2 separate regions of the Oryctolagus cuniculus genome follow, and region 1 is linked to region 2. The links are chromatin contacts, called in public Micro-C maps. All regions are on one chromosome and are shown on one strand. The core of a region is the stretch at or near the end of the contact, and the rest is flanking DNA. Distances in the headings are between cores, read along the strand shown. Region 1 holds the start of EIPR1 (EARP complex and GARP complex interacting protein 1). Region 2 holds the start of RPS7 (ribosomal protein S7).

Region 1 (4,800 bases), core at 1,884-4,383, 160 kb after region 2:
TACTTAACATAAGATCTTCAGTATTCACCCATGTTGCAGCATGTGTCCGAACTGCTTTCCTCTTTAAGGGATGAGTAGTAGCCCCCTGTAGCACAGACCACGTTCTCTTTATCCATTTACTTGCAGATGCAGATCTGGGTTGGTTCTACCTTTTAGCTAATGTAAATACTAGCTGCTATGAAGTTAAAAGTACAAATACCTCACGAGACCTTGCTTTTCATTCGCTAGGTATATACCCAGAAGTGGGACTTCTGAATCATGTTGTAATTTTATTTTTACTTTTCAAAACTGCTCTCACGGTGACTGAACCATTTTACATTCCTACTAACAGTGCACAAGTGTTCCAATTTCTCTACATGCTTGTCAACTGCTGCTATCTTCATTTATTTCAGTTTTTAAAATACTATTTATATACTCTGTGTGCGGGCTCCAGCTTCTTAAACACTGTTCTTTAGCTAAAGGCCCCTCTTTTCCTTGACATTTTTCCAAGACACTCCAACACATAACCATCTCTTTACCTCCCTCTCACCGAGTTTAGGACAGTGTGTGCTCAACTGTGGGAAGCTGAGACAGCCCGGCATGCCAAAAGTTCAACGGCAGGAAACAAGGCCATGTTCGTGGTGACAGCAGCAGCCCCCTCCCTGACCGGAACCACGAATGCACCTGATCCCCAACCCTGCGACGCGGCTGGGGAGGCTGCGTGGCTGCCAAGTGGGGACGCCGGGGCCGGCTGCGGCACACGCTGGGGTGACACCGGCCGTCGGAGGCCGCGGGAGGAAGCAATGACCAGCCCTTCCGAGGACGTGGAGAGCGAGCACAGGAGCGCGGACGCAGCAGGGACGGCCGGGGGTGCCCCAAGGCGGACGCGCGACTTCCTCCACCCATGGACCCGACCCCTTCTGAGGAGACCAGGCGCTGGGGCAGCGGGCTGCAGCCCCGACGGGGCACGGGTGACCCCGCACGCAGACGCCCCGCTCCCTCTGGGAAGCGGCCTGAGACCCGAGCAGATCCCCTCCCCTGCCACCCGCCCGCTGGGCTCTGCGGAGCGATCACCTGCGGGGCGGTCAGAGTCCGGGCAGAAAGGGACGGAAGCCCGGAAGCAGGGAAGGCACTCCGGGCATCGCCGCGCGGCTTGTGCGCCTGCGCGTGCCCGTGCTCCGCCAACCCACTTCCTCTCCTGCCCAGTGAGGTAGCGGGCGCCCCTTGACCTCAGCCGGAAGCGCCGTGTTTCCGGTTCCTCTGTGGTGGGCGGGGCCTGTAGTACAAGGTGCTTGTGGGAGGGGCGGCCAGGAGCGGGTGGGTGGAGAAATCACCTGCCCTGCCCTGAGGGGCACGCAGAGGCGGAAGAAGCAGGTGGAAGAGAGGCGCCGAAGCCGTTTCTACTGGCCAGCAAACGCTGCAAATACTGATTTCTAGGAATTTGTGGTTGTGATTAACCTGTTTTCTACCTTTCCCACCCTTCAAATGTAGTATTGTAAAACACTGACGGTAAACATGGTAGTATACCATACATGCATAATTCATTGTGCTTAGACACTGCATTTTTTAAAACAAATTAAAGGTTTGTGGCAACCTTAAATAAACTCTATTGGTTCTATTTTTCCATAGCATTTGCTCATTTCTGAGTTACATTTGGGTAATTCCTTACAATCTCTAAAATTCTTCCACTACTATTGTATGCTATGGTGATCTGTTACCAGTGATAGGTGATGTGACTATTGCAATTGTTTTGCGGCATCATAAACAGTACCCATATAACACTGCAAATTTAACCAGCAAATGTGTGTGTTCTGACTGGTCAACTTATTGGCTGTTTGCTTATCTCTTTCTCTGTCCTTATGTCTCCCTATTTTCTGACACAACAATGTTGAAAATAGGTCAATTAATATCCCTACATTGCCTGTATGTGTTCATGTGAAAGGAAGAGTGGCCTATCTCATTTTAAATCAAAAGCTAGAAATGCTTCTAATGAGTAAAGCATTTTGAAAGTTAAGCTGGTCCAAAATTAGGCCTTTTGGGCCAGTTTACCAAGCTGTGAATACAAAAACAAGTTCTTGAAGGAAGTCAGAAGAGCTACATTGTATACTGATGTACACATGAGCGATAAGAAATCCAAAACAGTCCTTGTTTCTGATATGGACAAAGTTTTAGTGTACAAATAGAAGATCAAACCTGCTGCAACATTCCCTTACATCAGTCTAAGCTAGAGTGAGGCCCTTACTCTCTCCACTTCTACAAAGGCCAAGAGACAAGAAGCTGCAGTAGAAAATCCTGAAGGAAGCAGAGGGTGGTTCATGACAGTGGCAGAGGCCACCTCCAAGTAGCAAGTGACTCAAGGGTTGATGTAGAAGCTGAAACAAGGTATCCAAAAGATCTGGCTAAGATAATTGATGAGGGTGGGGACACTGAAAAACTGATATTCAGTGCAGACGGAAGAGTCTTCTTTTAGATGATGCCATATAGGACTTCTAGCTACACAGGAGATCTCCACTGTCTGGCTTGGAAGAGGAGCTCATACACCTGTTTATTTAAGCTGAAGCCAACGCTCACTTACCCTTCTGAAAACCACAGGACTCCTAGGAATTGTACATCTACCCCCTTGTGGCCTATAAAATAACAAAGTTGGATGACAGCACACCTGTTTACAATATGGTTTACTGAATATTTCCATCCCACTGTTGCTCAGAATGAAAGATGTTTCTCAAAATATTCCTGCTTGTTGACAATGCCCATGGTCATCCAAGATCTCTGATGGGGATATACAAACCTGAGACTGATACTTTTTCATGTCTGTTAATATAACATTCATTCTGCAGCATATGGAACAAAAAGCAGTTTTGACTTTCAAGTCTTTGTACTTTAGAAATACATTTCCAAGGCTATAGCTTTCACAGATAGTAATTCCTCTGAGGTATCTGGGCAAAGTGAATTAAATCCTCTAGAAAGGAGTCACCACTCTAAACACCACTAACATTTGTGACTCATGGGGAGTCAAAATGTCAACATTAAGTTTGTAGGAAGTTGATTTCAGCCTTCATAGATAACTTTGGAAGATTCAAGATGTCATTGGAGGAAATTATTGTGGATACAGTGGAAATAGCAAACAGAATTAAGACATGGAATATGGAGATGTGTTTAAGTTGTGTAATGTCATAATAAAACTAATGAGTGATTCCCTCTTATGATGAGCAAGAAAATGGTTTCTTGAGAAGGAACCTGCTCCTAGTTTGGATGCTGTGAATACCGTTGAAATGACAACACAAAATTTAGAATGCCACCTAAACTTCGTTGATAAAGCAGTAACAGTGTTTGAGAAGACTGTAATTTGGGAATAAGTTCCACGGGTAAAACGCTATGAAACAGCAACATGTGACAGAAAAATATTTTGCAACAGAAATTATCCAGTGATGTGGCAGACTTCATTGTTTTGAGGATTTGCCACAATCCTGGTGAACTTAAGCATCCATCAATAATGAAGACTCTCTGCCAGCAAACACATAATGGCTTGCTGAAAGCTCATTTTATAATAAAGCATGTATTTTTTTAAAAAGATTTATTTATTTATTTGAAAGTCAGAGTTACACAGAGAAAGGAGAAGCAGAGAGAGAGAGAGAGAGGTCTTCCATCCGATGGTTCACTCCCCAATTGGTCACAACAGCCGGAACTGCGCTGTTCCGAAGCCAGGAGCCAGGAACCAGGAGCTTCTTCCAGGTCTCCCATGTGCATGCAGGGGCCCAGGGACTTGGGCCATCTTCTACCGCTTTCCCAGGCCACAGCAGAGAGATGGATCGGAAGTGGAGCAGCCAGGTCTCCAACCGGTGTCTATATGGGATGCCGGTGCTTCAGGCCAGGGCGTTAACCCGCTGAGCCACAGCGCCGGCCCCTAAGCATGTATTTTTAAAATATACAATGCTATTGCACACTGACACAGTGCAAACCTAATTTTTATATACATTAGGAAGCACAAAATATTTGTGATTCACTTCATTGTCATGACGAACCGAACCTGCAATATCACTGATACGCCCGTCATAACTGGTGCGTGACTTGCACACAGAGGTAGGAAGCTCTTGCATTCTCTAGCGCCGCATGTTAATCTCCACATGTGAGAGCAGGTAGGAATCCCAAGTCAGGGCCTCTGCTTCCTTGACTTCCAATGTAAACTCCAAGGTCTCAACATAATGCTCACGGCGTCTTAACTCTGCCGGCACGCTGCAGGATGCTGGGACACGTGAGCAACAAGTCACACAGATCAACTGAGGGGAGGGAGAAGCCGACTCGTCTCCAACACCTGAAGAAAGTGGGGTGGTCCTGGAGACCCGGGTAGAATCGGGTCAGTGAAGGGGTCAGCAATGATAGTCATTCTGGACCCGTGCACGCCACTGCAGGCCCCGGGGAGCGCACATCTCCCCCGGAGCCGTCCTCAGGCCTGAGGGCCTCTGGGCACCGAGTCTCCGAGGCAGTGAGGCCGTGGTTCTGCGGTGGTGCGGCGGCCGCTCCCCGGCTGACTGCCCCAGCACCAGCTCGGCCCGGGCCACTCCACTGGGCAGCGCCTCAGGGCAAGCCGGAAGCGCCCCAGGGGCGCCTAAGGCGTGGCCCAGCTCGAGATGCTGCGCACAGCAGCAGCCGTGACGACAGACGGCAAGTCCCAGCTTCCGCGAGCGAGCTTCCTCAGGGCGATCCTGCACCGGACACTCGAAGCGCTTTCTCGGGAAGCAGCCCGTCCAAGCCGCGCCCCCCGGTCTCCCTTCTCAGAGTAGAGGCCCGGATGGGAGCCCAAGTGAGCATGCGCAAGAGCCT
Region 2 (5,292 bases), core at 1,235-3,734:
CTAGTGGAAGAACGCAATCACGCATTTATGTCAGGTGAATTCCAAGCTAAGTTCAGAAATCACTTTATCAGCATCTTCAACTGCACTGATACTTTCACCTGCAATGTCAGTAGCAGAAACATCCACCCAACTTATTTTTACCTCCAACCTACAGTAAAAATAAGAAGCAAAAGCACATCCCAGCTCAGGTGAACTATCCAAGCACTTCAAAACTTCACGGAAAATGGAATTATTTTTCACCAGATAACTTCAAAACTCGGGCAGTTTTCCATAGCAAGCATTTTCCATGAAGTTCTTGAAGACCTCACTTCAGTGTAGAATGCGTTAGCACCTGCACAAACCAGACCTCAGCGTCCACCCTCTGCCAAGAACTGGAGTACGCCGTTCTGACAGCACTGAGCCACTGAGGACTGCCCACAAGAACACAGGCGGCTGCCCAAGTATTCCAGACACGACACACACGAGAACCAAGCAGAGCGCCCTAAAAACTCCCACATGAGCGGCCTGCGTGACAAACCACACCTGGCACAAATCATGGGTTGTTCACAGGAATGGTACCCACAGTTCTGATGCTGTTCACTCACCTCCTAGGGCGCTTTTGCTTATTTTTCGTACGGCTTTTTCGAGTTGGCTTAGGCAGAATCCTCCTCTGTAGGGTAAGAGTTATCATGCAACAGAATACAAAAAAAATAGGTAAGTTGACACAAAGCTAAAAACCGTTATATACTGCTTTAAAGCAAAGAGTAACAATTAAGTCCAAAGGTCAGGGCAGCGAAACAACCTAAACAATGTACTGACATTAATTCTTGATGCTTCAGGGTTTCAGAATCCACAGCCCATATTAAAATGCTGCTGGGAAAAACCACTTCCCAGGTTCCTAACACCCACACAGGTGCTGAGAGGGCCTCAGACCCAGGGAACGCTCCTTCATCTAGATCAGGCCTGGCCTGAGTTCCCCAGACACCAGTTGCACCAAACAGAACTTTCCTGACTATGTGCCGGTTTTTCCTACAAACTTCCTTAGCATCCCCTGCCACCCCATAGCCTACATCTGATTCAGCTGGGCAGCCTTGAGCCTCGACGAGTAATTCTATCAGACAGAGGGAAAGAAATCTCCACTCGACAGCCTCCCATTTCCTGGTCTGACCACCCATGGAAGTGATTAATCACTGTAAACAGGGAGAGACCGAGCAGCACAAAAGCACAGCACTCCATCGCCTCACACGGCCTGCAACCACGTCCTCGTCCCCCACCCAGCGCGGTTCTGAAATGCTGCGACCCAGGACTCATCTCACTACTCCACCTACCAGGCTAACATAAACACGGGATGACTTCTACAAAACATTCAAGGGCGGGTTACCTGAGCAATAAAGACAACGTGCTTCCCGCTAAACTTTTTCTCCAGCTCACGAACTAGCCGGACTTGAATCTTCTGGAAGGATTTTAGTTGAGGAACGGGAACAAAGATGATGATAGCTTTCCGGCCACCGCCAACTTCGATTTCCTAAATAAGAAAACCCACACTTAAGATCCACATCCACGGTCAGCATTCTACCACAAGAAACCCATCTTCAATCTTTCTGAACCCAACTCGATGGCTGGTTGTGCGCTGCGAGGACCTCTGCAGCTGTCCAGCCGCACTACAAACGCGAAACAAACAACTTCGCAGAGGTCCGTCTCAGGGAGCTGTAAGCGCAGCACACGTCTGAGGCAACGGACTGCGCGCCCGAGAACTGCAGGACGCGCTGCTTTCTACGGCAAACCCACTCCAGGCCACGGGGGCGGCCTTCGGGCTCCTCTCCGGCCTCCCCAGCTCCGCACCCAGGGTGCCCAGGGTGCCCAGGGCGCAGCGGCCCCACGCACGTGGCCCCGGCGACGCGCCCCGCACACCCGGACCCACCTTGGCGGCCGTGATGTTCAGCTCCCTTAGTTGAGCCTTGAGGTCCGAGTTCATCTCCAGCTCCAGGAGCGCCTGCGGAGCACAGAGGGCGGTGGGCGACCCCGACCCCGACGACCCCCGACGACCCCCGCCGCGCACACGCGGGCGCCCGCCCCTCCCGGCGCCCGCACGCCCCGGCGCCCAGCGACACCCCTCACCTGGGAGATCCCCGACTCGAACTCATCCGGCTTTTCGCCGTTGGGCTTCACGATCTTGGCGCTCGAGCTGAACATGGCTTCTCCTGGGGACAGAAACCAGGAGTCAGCGGCCCCGGCCCAGCTCCCGCCTCGACCCTGGAGGAGCCATCCGAGGGCAGCGACCGCATAATCGGCCGTATCCCCTGCCGGTGAGCAGGATCCGCTGCTCTAGGAACAACCCCAGAAGACATATCCCTCGATGCCGACAGAAACCCATGGCCCGGGACGCCACCCGCACCTACCTGGTTGAGCGCCGGCTGAGGAAGAGGCCCAGATCTCGCGAGAGCGGGGCAAGTCCCCGCGGCGGAAGGAAAGAGGCCGGAACAAGGCGACAGCGGAGCGGAAGCCGGAAGAGCCACCGAGACGCAGCGGGAAGCCTAGAGCGTCCCAGGAAGTGATCCCGAGGGACCAATATGTTGGTGACGCACTTCCGCCCTCGGAGGCTCCTGGGGCGTGTCCCGAGAGGTGCTGTCTGGGTTCCAGGCCTGAACCTGGGGCTGCAGGAGACCCCGGGCCGAGAGCGCCTTCACAGCCTGTGACGCCGGACGTTTAAACCTGGTCCCCGCAGAAGCCAGGAGAGGGGCTCGGACTCCCGGTTCCGGCCGGATGAGGCTGGGGAGAGCCCTCTGGAAACCCGGATGGCGGGGAGCCCTCGGCGGCCCTGATGGCTGTGGCGGGAGGCGGGGGACGGTTCTGGAGCTTCGGGAAGCGCCTGCGCCCTCGGGCGTCCCCGTGGGCGCGCTGCCCCCGCGGGAAGGGATTGGAGGAGGCCGGGTGGCGGCGCTAGCGATTGTAGTCCGCCGAGGCCGCGATCGGAAGCCAGAAAGATGAGTACGAGAGAGAAGCTGCCGCCATCTTGTTGCTTGAAGTCACTTGACGTGAGGGCCTGAAAAACTCTGTTAGTTATTGGCTCTTAGCGCGTGCTAGCGAGGTGCCCCGAGTAAGGAGGCGCTTGCACTCGTGGAGGGTTCGGTGTCACGAGAAAGGAGGGCAGGAGGACGCCTGAAGAAGTCAGGAGTCTGGAGCAGGGCGTCCGTCCGAGTCTCGATGAGGGAACACCAGTACCGAACGATCTGTTTGCACGACGGCCGGTGCTCTGGTGTAGAAGGCTAAGCCTTCCCCCTTCAGGGCCAGCAGTCCACATGGGCGCCAGTTCTAGTCCCGGCTGCTCCACTTCTGGTCCAGCTTCCCACCAATGCACCTAGGAAAGCAGCTGAGCAGGGCCCCTAACAGTAAACGTGGGGGCAGGCATTGTGGTGCAGCGGGTAAGCAGCCACTTGAGACCCCCGCTTTCCATGGCCAAATGCTTGGTTGGAGTCCGGCTTCCTGCCGATGTGCCTGGGAAGGCAGCAGATGACCGCCTAAGTAAGTCATTTTAAGCATTTTAAGGTTTATTATTTCAAAGAGTTACAGAGAGAGAAGGAGAGGCAGAGAGAGAGGTCTTCCATCGCTGGTTCACTCCCCAGTTAGCTGCAACAGCTGGAGCTGCCCCAGCCGGAAGCCAGGAGCTTCCGGGTCTCCCACGCTGGTGCAGGGGCCCCAGGACCTGGGCCGTCTTCCACTGCTTTTCCAGGCCATGGAAGAGCTGGATTGGAACTAGAGCAGCAGGACTTGAACTGGTGCCCGTATGGGCTGCTGGCACGGCAGGTGGCGGTTTTACCCGCTATGCCACAGTGTCAGCGCCAGGAATTTTTTTTTTAAAGTCAACTTGAAGCTTGTCCAAGAAAGGAAGACAAGCATAGCTGCATCTGTAATCTTAGCTGAGTGCCCGTTCTGAGCCCCTTGATGAATGACGTCACTTTAAAAAATAGCAGCCAGAGCTAACGTGGTATAGTTGGTAGAGCTGCAGCCTGCACTCAAGGGCATCCCATATGGGCAGCAATTTGTGTCCCCACTGCTCCCTCCCACTTCCCATTTGGCTCTCTGCTAATGGCCCAAGTGCTTGGGCCCCTCCTACCCAGGTGGGAGACCTGGAAGAAGCTCCTGGCTTCAGCCTGGTCCCGCCCCAGCTGTTGCAGCCATCTGGGGTGTGAACCAGGGGATGGAAGCTCTATGCAACTCTTTCAAATAAATAAATAAATTTAAAAAAATATTTATTTTGTTTATTTGAAAGTTACACAGAGAGATCTTCCATCCCCTTGGTTCACTCCCCAAATGACCGCAAAGGCCAGAACTCAGCTAAAAGGAGCCAGAAGCTTCTGAGTGTCCCACATGGGGGCAGGGGCCAAAGGACTTGGGCCATCTGCTGCTGCTTTCCCAGGTCATAGCAGAGAGCTGGATCGGAAGTGGAGCATCCAGGTCTTGAACCAGTGCCCATATGGGATGTGGGCGCTGCAGGCTGGGGCTTTTAACCCGCTGTACCTTAGCACCAGCTCCAATAAATAAATCTTAAAAAATTAAAATGTAGCAGTCTGAGTTCATGCAGTAAAGTTCTTCCTGGCGTCCAGTATTTGTTGACTAGGAGTGGTGAGAGAGGACAGCCTTGCTTTGTTTCTCACCTGAGAGGGAAAGCAGTCTTTCACCATTATATGTGATATTAGCTGGAAGTATTTCATAGATATTCCTTGTCAAGTTGAGGAAGTTCCTCTCTATTCCTATTTTTGAGAGGTTTTTTTTTTTTTTTTTATCATGAGTGGGTGTTCTGTCAAATGCTTTCTATTCAACATGATCATGTGAGTTTTTCCTCTTAGCTGGTTAATACTCCTACATTGGGCTCCACTGATTTTCAAATACTGTATCTCTGGAATATACCCAACTTGGTCATGAAATACAATTCTTTTTCCTATTGTTGGTTACAATTTACTAAAAGTTTACAATTTACTAAAGTGTTGGTGATATTGCATATCTATGGTCATGAAGGAGCTTGGTCTTTTTGTTTTGTTGTGTCATCTTCATCTGGTTTTGTTATCAGGTTAATACCAGAACCATGACATGCATTGGGAAGTGTTCCTTTGTCATCTCTAGCCTGGAAAATATTGTGCAGAGTTGGCATTAATTCTTCTTGAGCATTTGGTGAAATCTTTAGGGCTTAAAGATGTCTTTTTTCCAGAAAATTGTATAACTACAAGTTCATTTTAATAATTACAGAGCTATTAAAATTGTCTCTTTCTCATTGGATGACAATAGTTTATGCTTTTCAAGGAATTATTCCACTTC

What was found. Hi-C and Micro-C count contacts between places; a contact is called where the count stands out from the background.
Region 1: a contact with region 2 is called in a Micro-C map of ear pinna, with 4 times the contacts expected there. The contact joins the promoter of EIPR1 here to the promoter of RPS7 in region 2. A contact is called at or near these places in 3 of 6 Hi-C or Micro-C datasets (ear pinna, psoas muscle and an unstated tissue).

Annotation. Positions count from the first base shown.
Region 1 is chr2:197,994,267-197,999,066 of mOryCun1.1, forward strand. It overlaps EIPR1 (EARP complex and GARP complex interacting protein 1), which reads left to right and starts at 3,134. Exons shown (of 9, transcript XM_051833299.2): 1 at 3,134-4,800. It overlaps TRAPPC12 (trafficking protein particle complex subunit 12), which reads right to left and starts at 1,227. Exons shown (of 12, transcript XM_008274555.4): 1 at 1,054-1,227.
Region 2 is chr2:197,831,971-197,837,262 of mOryCun1.1, forward strand. It overlaps RPS7 (ribosomal protein S7), which reads right to left and starts at 2,485. Exons shown (of 7, transcript NM_001285834.1): 1 at 2,379-2,485; 2 at 2,098-2,180; 3 at 1,901-1,972; 4 at 1,361-1,504; 5 at 585-649. The coding sequence starts at 2,172.